2 separate regions of the Zea mays genome follow, and region 1 is linked to region 2. Evidence: chromatin contacts called from public Hi-C data. All regions are on one chromosome and are shown on one strand. Each heading gives the region's core, a stretch centred on a gene start, on an enhancer-like site or on the middle of the called end of the contact. The rest is flanking DNA. Distances are from core to core; before and after follow the strand shown. Region 1 has its middle 78 kb from the start of LOC111590139. Region 2 holds the start of LOC100276982.

Evidence for each region. A called contact is a pair of places that touch in the nucleus more often than the background predicts.
Region 1: a Hi-C map of leaf shows a contact between it and region 2, with 6 times the contacts expected there. The contact joins the enhancer-like site here to the promoter of LOC100276982 in region 2. A contact is called at or near these places in 4 of 25 Hi-C or Micro-C datasets (ear, leaf and an unstated tissue).

What each region holds. Positions count from the first base shown.
Region 1 is chr9:54,336,923-54,341,564 of Zm-B73-REFERENCE-NAM-5.0, forward strand. No RefSeq gene overlaps it. Among protein-coding and RNA genes, the nearest start is that of LOC111590139, 78 kb to the right of the region's middle. Within about 2 kb of position 3,124, at least 2 of the 20 cell types and tissues checked have an H3K27ac peak or open chromatin away from gene starts, as enhancers often do.
Region 2 is chr9:54,023,457-54,028,135 of Zm-B73-REFERENCE-NAM-5.0, forward strand. It overlaps LOC100276982, which reads right to left and starts at 2,231. Exons shown (of 2, transcript NM_001196143.1): 1 at 1,056-2,231. The coding sequence starts at 2,221. The coding sequence ends at 1,076.

The DNA of each region.
Region 1 (4,642 bases), core at 1,874-4,373, 310 kb after region 2:
AAACACAAGATTGATGGATGTCAGGCTGGGAGTAGCAGCCGTCCCCGCTACTCAGGCAACCCACCCTAGCAATTCAAGCAAGGTCACCCTCAAGGTCACTAGCACCAGCAGCAGTATCAGAGACAATTCCCTCAGCAGCAGCAGCAGTACCGTCAGAACAACCAGCAAGGAGGAAATCAGTACCGGTGCCAAAACAACCAGGCACCTCGCCTCCCTACCCCAGCAACCAACTAGAACAACCAAGCAGCTCCAGCGCAAGGAGGAGGCCGCGTGTGACAGCCCTCCCAAGTTATCGGGCCCACATGCACCAATCCTTGCCATTAACGGTCTCAGATGGCTATGCATGTGTACTGTGTAACTTAACAAGGCTATCGAGTTCAACAACTTGAACTCATTATCCCAGAGATCTCCCACATTCATGTATATTACAGTAATCATATTCGATACAAACACACTTCAAAGATAGAGCGGAAGACCTTACAAAACATTCTTTATTCCAAAACTCAAGTTTTACATGCTAGAAAGATTTATAATTATTACAAGTCCTGATATACTCAAAGTGCATAACTTATTACAATAGCAGGAAGGTAAGAACCCTCCAAAGCGCATACATAAACCTAGCTAGTCCTCCTCCAGAACTGGATGCGCCCTCCCGCCACAAGAACTCCTAGAATACTCCTCATCACCTACAACAACATGGGTTCGAAAACCCTCAGTACAAAGTGTACTTTCGCAAGTCTTACCCGACTAAGGAGAAAGACTCTCAAGGATATGCTGGATTTGGGAATCAAGGAAAAGGCTTTTTAGCAAGAATCAACTTTAATAGTTTACAGAAAAGCTTACTAAAATGAGTCCTTACTGTTAACATTTTAATGCTAGATTAAGTATTAATAGACCTTGTTTGCATCTAGTCTAATTTCATAATCACATTAGTCAGTACAACCTGATTTTTCCTCATTATGATTCCATCCATGACTTAGATTGTAGGTCAGTGATCAAGTCTCCATTATCCGAGGATATAACGGCGATCTGAATCAATTTACCCAGCTGGGATCGCTAACCACACGACATATGTAGCACTTAACCCTTGCATATGCCAACCCACCCCCTGCTGTCTCAAGACCAGACCGGGTTCATGCCAATCGAGAGCACAGTTACTCCATCGTCCAGCCTTTTGCCACGGAGGGTACACGCTACTCTAGCCTCTCTCCACTCCCATTGCGTGGTAGCCTTTGTGGTATTGGTCAAGCTGAGAGTAGGCTTACCCTATCCCATACCAGGGCATGTGACTAGTTAATATAGTCCTCGATCATCAAGCCTACATTCCCTATAATCCTTAATCAACCTGGGCAGAACATCACCTTTCCTAGCCCAAGTCTCGATTTAAGTACTTTCATCCTTAGGACTTATTTGTGTACCTTAGGATGATTAAAACGTCACAGGGAACCTTGCATTAGATCTCCCCATGATCCCAATGAAAATATTCTTGTAGGTAGAGCCATCCTTCCTCAGGATAAACCCTGAGCTAGGCATTAGTGCAAAGGACAAACTCTATCTGCAAGATTTACCTCTAGGCAGGGCTAATCAATTTTTGTAAACAATATTTGATACTTCCAAAGAAGAATCTATAACAGGAATGGATATCAAGGTAGTCAATGCATCCAATAGTTTCCAAGCAACTCCTATAAGCTTAATGCACATTTCACTAGACTTAAAGTGTATAAAAGTCTTTTTAAAATACAAGGAACGAGTTGCATGCACTGGGGCTTGCCTTATTGTAGTAAAGAGGTTCCAGATCCCTCTATTAAATACCCAGTTAGATGGCTCCTATCACTTGATGAGCAGGCACTGAAGCAGACTCCTCGTCAGAAACCACTTCTTGAATTTCATCTTCTGGGAATTCTACATATAAAGATATGGATATGAATACTTATGCTTATGCAACTTGAAAAGAAAATACTACAAAACATCACAAGACTTACACCTCTCTAAAGGTGCACTCAAAAACTAACAAAACCTTAAGAGAGCTAAATACTCTAATATCACAACTCAATTCACCAACCAAACTAGGAAACCTTGCCTCCATAACCAACCAAGTACTTCATTTATGCCTTAAGAAAGGATCCAAACTGCATGTACTACAAGTTATAGTGTCCAAGAATCAGCCACAATTCACTGAACCTGTTTTCAGTTCTCTGAATTCATCCTCCATTGCTCCATTCCTCTCCCTCTGTTCAGTGCTTTGTAACTCACAAATTCCCTCAACAACAAACCCAACTCATTTACTCAAAGTTATTCTCTAGACATAGCTCTACCACTTTGGCATAGCATCCCAGACTAAAACCATACTAATCAAAAGTTATGATGCCACAAAATAGAGCAAAATCACAGAAAAGTTCAGTTTCAGTGAACTGAAACAGCACTGCACCCACTTTGATAGAGAAGTTTGGGGCACCTTTTTGCTGCCAACTCTATACAGTAGCAAGCCCATTCTTTGTATGAAACTTGCTCTCCTTGACATGGTCTTTCACTTTGCTATAGCATTCCTACCCCATTTCTTCTTGGATTAATTACCACAAGGACCCAAAATTGAATAAAAACATACAAATTCAGACTTAAATATTATTCTAAGTCTGAATCCCCACACCTGACGGTCCATCTTTTGGCCACTTTTACTCCCAAATTTATGTGGAACCAAGTCCACCTCACTTTACAAAACTTACTCTCTTTACTATGTTCTCTAGCTTTGCTATGGAAACTTTAATCCAAAACCCCATGAATCAGTCACAAATGAATTCCAAACTAGGCATACTGCTACAATTCAGTTCTCAGAACTGAATAAAAAATTCAGTTATGTGTCCAGCCTGACAATCCAACTTTAGACAGCTTTTACTCCAATTTTTATATAGCATCCAACAAAACTCTCTTAAGGAGATCTGTTCACCATCATATGAGCTTCTCTATCTTATGCAGAGCACAAAACATGCACAACTCGACCGAGGAAACCCTTGAAGTTACCTGGCCACGGTGAGGTGGGAGGATGGTGGCTGTTGTTACCACAGACACAGGAACTGATGCTCGAACTCTAGAGCAGATCCACTTTGAGACTGGGAGGGGCTGTGTAGTCTTGGGGACACCAGGAACACCTCTCATATGTAGAGAACCTTGGCTAGATTTAAGTGTAGAAAGGGGGCTTCACTGAATTCAGTTTGCAGCCACCGAATATATGTAGAGCAAGGGGGAGGGAACCATCAAGCTTAACCACAACTCGATGAAGAGGAATCCCAAAGATGTCAGCACAACAGGGTTACCATACGTGGCTCTCATGAACCACCTCCACCCAAGTTCATAGACACAACTCAAAACATTGAACTTGGGTGAGCTCACTGTTAAAATATCCCACCTATTCACTGGATATAGGCAGAAGCAGAAGCAAATAAAACTTCACTGTGGGCAGACTCAAACAAACTTAACTTGATATTTTTGAAGGGGTGAGACTACCAAAATTCAGCACACAGCTCACCCCCAAAATATCCAGCCAGTTCACTGGATATGGACAGAGGTAAAGACAAATGAAAAAAACAACACGGCAGCAAGGCATATCCCATGTTACTTACTCTCCCACAACAAAGCTTATTCCTATCCATAACTGACATAGAAGTAGCTGGAATCGATAGTGGATACAGATCTTTACTGCAGATATTTTTTATCCCAATTGAACTGCCACTGCTTGACTATAAAAAACACTAAACCAAATCCACAGTAACTGATTCAGGTTTGCATTTCCATGCCTGATAGAGGTAGTTCGAACACCTTTTTCTCTCTATTCCAAACAAGGATAGCTCAATCATTATTGAACAAATTTGTTCCCCAACCATGGCTCTTCAGGTTTACTATAAAAATCCAGGACCCAAAATATGTATATCACAAGTTATGTGGCTCTGATGTTGGCCACACATCACTGAAACACAATTTCAGTCCTCTGAATTTACTGAATCGGCCAACACTGTCCCCTTCCACATTTCCCTGTCTAGCTGCATTGATCACCCAATTTCTTTTAGGGTCTGTTTGGTTGGGCTGTGGCTGTGAAAAAAGTTGCTGTGGGCTGTGAGCTGTGGAAAAAGCTGCTGTAGGCTGTAAGTTGTTAAAAAGCTAAAAACCGTTTGGTAGAAACCACTAAAAGTCGTTAAAAATCCTTCGATATATGTTTTCATAGTTCCATCCGAAAAGCCACTAAAAGCAGGTCCAGAGGTGCTTTCAGATTTGCACTACAAGAAAGTCGGCTTTTAGAAAAAGCTGCTTCCTGGATCCAGCCCTTTGGTTGGCTTTTGGCTTTTAGGGGGGCAAAAGTCAAAGCTAAAAGTTAAACCAAACACACCCTTAGTATCAGACCACTACCCCTTCACCAAAATTATTCTCTACTTGTAGCTCTACCTATTTTGTATAGCAACTCATGGTTGAAATCATATAGAACAAAAGTTATGGTACCCCAATTTACAGCCAAGGTCACTGAAAATTCAGTTTCAGAAATCTAAAACAGCACCACAGAGTCTGACAAAGGGTTTTGCCACCCCTTTTTCTCTAAATCGTACACAGTAACAAGTCAATCCTTTGCATAAAAGTTGTTCCCCTTTATATGGAC
Region 2 (4,679 bases), core at 981-3,480:
GTGGCACAGCAGTCGGAGCGGCGCAGGCGGCGCTGTCCTCTTGTCAGGCCGGTCAGTGGAGCGGCGAAGTGACTACGGTCACTTCGGCTCTGTCGACTGAAGGGCGCGCGTCAGGATAAGGTGTCAGGCCACCTTTGCATTAAATGCTCCTGCGATACGGTCGGTCGGCGTGGCGATCGGGCCAAGGTTGCTTTTTGGCGAAGACTGGGCCTCGGGCGAGCCGAAGGTGTGTCCGTTGCTTGAGGGGGCCCTCGGGCGAGTCGTGAATCCTCCGGGGTCGGCCGCCCTTGCCCGAGGCTGGGCTCGGGCGAGGCGAGATCGTGTCCCTTGAGTGGACCGAGCCTTGACTTAATCGCACCCATCAGGCCTTTGCAGCTTTGTGCTGATGGGGTTACCAGCTGAGATAAGGAGTCTTGGGGGTACCCCTAATTATGGTCCCCGACAGTATTGTTGTCCTGCTACAGCTATACACACACACACACATATGGTCTTGTTATAGGTGGACAACTATAGGATGACTAGGAGTCGACTAGGCTCGACTAATCGAGTGAATCGACAACTAAACGCGATTAATCAACTTATCGGTGCTCAGGCGACTAGAGTTGACTAGCCGAATTTAAAACCTTGATATGAGATAGGTATCAATATCCGAATGCTCCATATCCAGTTTTGAGATCTGAGAAAACATATGGGATATGGGACAAAATGCAGGATCACTGGTATCCGTCTGTAACCGATCTGGTTTCATCCCTAACTGCAGTGACAAAACTAGTAAAGAAAGCTGGTACAGTGATCTACATGAGGAAAGAACTACATTGCCTAAGTGTGTGATATTGTCTTAATGACATTTCATGATTAATAAAGATTTGCATCATCATCTGACCTCGGATGACATTTACCAATGGCATTTTGTGGCTTCAACATCTTCCATCTTTGCAGTAAAATATAAGTAACATTTACTTGAACAAGTGACCAACAGGCAACATTGAAATTGCACTAAATGCTGCACTTCATTGCAGAATGGCACGGAAGGAATTCATTAAAAAAATTAGTACCTCAGAATGGTATAAGCAGTCTATTTCATAGGAGCTACCCCATTACCATCATGATCAGCATCTTCTATGTCCATCCCATCATACATTTTCGGGCTTGCAACATATTCATCTTTTGCTAATTTGCTTGAACTCCTTTTACTATACTTCTTATAGGGATCCACCAAATCATCCTTCTGTGTAATCACATGAGGACCTTTTCCTTTAGCTTTCATGCTTTCCTCAGTGCGTTTACCTTTCACACATTCCAGCGCAAGAACCACTGTGACAGAGGAATCAGAATTCCTAAGGCCCTTTAATACCCTGTTGCAACCTGGTTCTTCTTCATCAAGCTGAGCCATCATATTTGTTACGCAAATATCCTGATTTGTGTTGCAAATCCTACTAGCAACCCCATCATTCTTCCCCTTGGCTGGATCGGCAGAGGCACCACCTGAACGTGAAATCCTCTGTGATCCATTCATTGCCAGGTGCAGCTGCAAAGCTAACTCTTCGTCCGGCAGAACTGGAACATCACTGCCCCTTCCGACCAACCCACTGCCGCCAACAGCGTCGTTCCCCCGCTTAGAAGCGGGCTTCACCTCCACAGCCTTCCTCAGAGCGTTCTCCCTGGCAACGGATGTACGATCCCAGATGCAAGCATCCAGATTCAGCCCCAAATTGAAGCCCCCGTTCTTCGATCTCACGGTGGGACGGCAATCGACGCAGAGGAAATCCTCCACATCGACCGGCTGGATCACGGCCGTGCGGTGTTCGGCAGGGATACAGGATCGATGGACATAGCGGTTGCAGCGGCGACAGACGACGGCGGAATCCTCGGGCGGCAGGTTGTCGAGGGAGAGGCAGTAAGAGCATACAGCGCCACAGCGGACCAGGGAGAGGCATTCGGCGCAGAGGAGGACGACGCGCCATAGGGAACTGAGTGGACAGAGCGGGCGGCGCTTGGGCCTGGCCCCCGGCTGGGGCGTTCGGAAGCGGAAGCCGCAGCAGTGGCACTGGCTGAGATCGGGCAGGCGACGCGCGGGCAGTGGTGGCGCAGGTGGTGGCAGGGGCGGGCGAGGGGCAGCGGCGCGGCGACGCGGGCGGTGCTTAGAAAGGAGGCGGGGCGGCGGAGCGGGGTGATCGGCGTCGGAGGCAAGTGCGTTGGGTGCGTCTTGCTCTTGCACCATTGGATGAAAGCGTCACAGGCTCAGCTTAGGGTTTGGGAGTGGCGTGGTCCGACTGGGCTTTCGGCCTTTCGCCTTTCGGGATGCGGTGGGATTCTAGCATATATTTAAAATAAAACACAAAATAAATCGTAGAACATATAATTAAGAAAAATCTATAATTCGAATAAAGTATATAAAATATGAAACAAATCATATCTTGTAAAAAATAAAACTGTATAGATTAAACAAATTAAATAAAATGAAAAAAATTAAAAAAATATATAGTTCAAAATAAAACTACTACTCATCATTGTCATCACACTTCTCGAATTTTTTTCTTCATTTTCTATTTTTTAATTGTTTAGCCAACTTTTTACGATCAACGTATGGATCTTTTTCATGTCTTCATTCATACTTGGTTAATTGTTCGTATAATTTTGTTTAATTTATCTTCTCGCTAGCCTTGCTGAGTTGCTTCATTTTGGTCTTCTTGTGAGAGGTTTCATTGTTGCTCGTTACTAGCACTTTACCCTTGTTGCGCTCTTGCCCTATCTCCTCCACAATAGAGCATGGTGTTTCAATATTATGGGACAATATGGAGCTATAATCCTCCTCCACACTGAGGCGGATCGTATGCTCATCGCTAGAGTCGAAGTCATCATGTCGTATGCACCACTTTGGTTGATGATGAAGATCACGTCATATATGCTCCAACTTGAATTCAGTTTCACCAGGCTTATCGCGGAAGGTCTCCTTTACCGCTTGGAGCAGCTGACCATCATGTGATCCGCTTAGTCAGGTCGTAGACAAGCTGTTGGGGCGAAGGCGAAGACGCTACCCTTCGCTCCACGCCTTCGTCGCCTCGCTACACCAACGAAGACCACGCCCGAGTGAGCCGAGAGCGCCGGCCGGATGATGACTGGCGCGGTCACCCTTCGTCCTCTCCATTGCAAGACGAAGGGAAGACTTCGACGAAGTCTGCTAGTCCCACGTCCTCATCGCGCCCGGAAGCCCATGAGGGATTCGGCCCACTGTAACGGGCCCCGCGCGGATAAACGTGTTACGGGCCTCATCTGTAATAGCCTTTTCTGTAATGACGGTCTGTAACCTCCCCATGTGGGAATATTCTAGGGATAGTCCGGGTACCCGAGGGCATAAACGTCCTTACCAGAGGACAGTGAACACTTGGGTACCTATCAATACCCCCGTACAGTGCCCTTGAGAGGCCAGATTAACCAAGCTATTGCCATTCCCCGTTGAACCTTGCAAGCACTCACTCCACTCTCCCGTTGGATCCACTCGTCCAGAAAGGCGAGTAATAACATTTGACGCCCACCGTTCGTGCTACGAACAAACAACCCGTGATGGCACCCAAGCGAGCTAGTTCGAAGGTAGCCCCATCCATCGACGAAGCAGCGAAGGAAGCGCTGCTAGCTGAGAAAAAAGGCAAGGCCCTCGCGGACAACACCCACCAAGAAGCCTCCGAGACGAAGCTGTCAGCAAAAGACAGCGTCAGAAGCACCCCACCCCCGAAGGCACCCTACGCACTTGCAGCTCTAGAGGACTACCGCAAGCACCACCTCCAGGCTTCGCCCCACCAGAGGGCGAAGACGCAATGGAAGACGGCGAAGTCATCGGCATATCAGCCAAGGAACAGCTACAGCTGCGGGCCCTGCGCATCAAAATCCACAACCTCCAAAAATAGAAAGACATCCTCGAGGCCAAGCGCCAACGTGTCACTGCACAGGACAAGGTGCGCCAGATGATACGAGACGAAGAGCAGAGAGCTCGGGAGCTCGAGCAAGAAATCGCGCTCATGCAGAGCGAAGGCCAGCATGACCTGCAGCACGGACCGCCCCTCCAACAACGCGTCCTAGCCGGAGACCTCTTCATACCTCAGCGCGGGCCCTTCATCCCGCATGTCACCGCTTTCCAAGGGATCAACTACCTGGATGAGCGAAGCCCCCTGGCTCCGCAACTTCAAGCGTCACCTTGGCCTGCCAACTTCAGGGCAGAGACCTATCCCAAGTACAACGGCAGCACTGACTCAGCACAATACATAATGAGCTACCAAGTCGTCGTCGCATCGTCCGGAGGGATGACGCCACAATGGCCAAGTCTTTTATCATCGCGCTCGAGGGTTCGGCCCTCACCTGGTACACCAGGTTGCCGCCACTGTCCATCGACTCCTGGAAAGGACTCTGGGACAAGTTCCTGCTCAACTTCCAAGGGTACCGACCCGATACTGACGCCTTGGCCGAGCTGTCACTCTGCAAGCAGCAAGAGAAGGAAACCCTTCGGGAGTACTACCGAAAATTCCTCACTCTCAAGTCACAACTGCCATCGGTCGACGACCACATCGCGATCCATTATGCCATCAGCAGCCTTCGGGCTAGCGTCCTATACAGTCACTGCATCAGGGACCCACCCAAAAACCTCCAAGAGTTATATTAGCTATTCGAGAAGTACGCCAGATCCG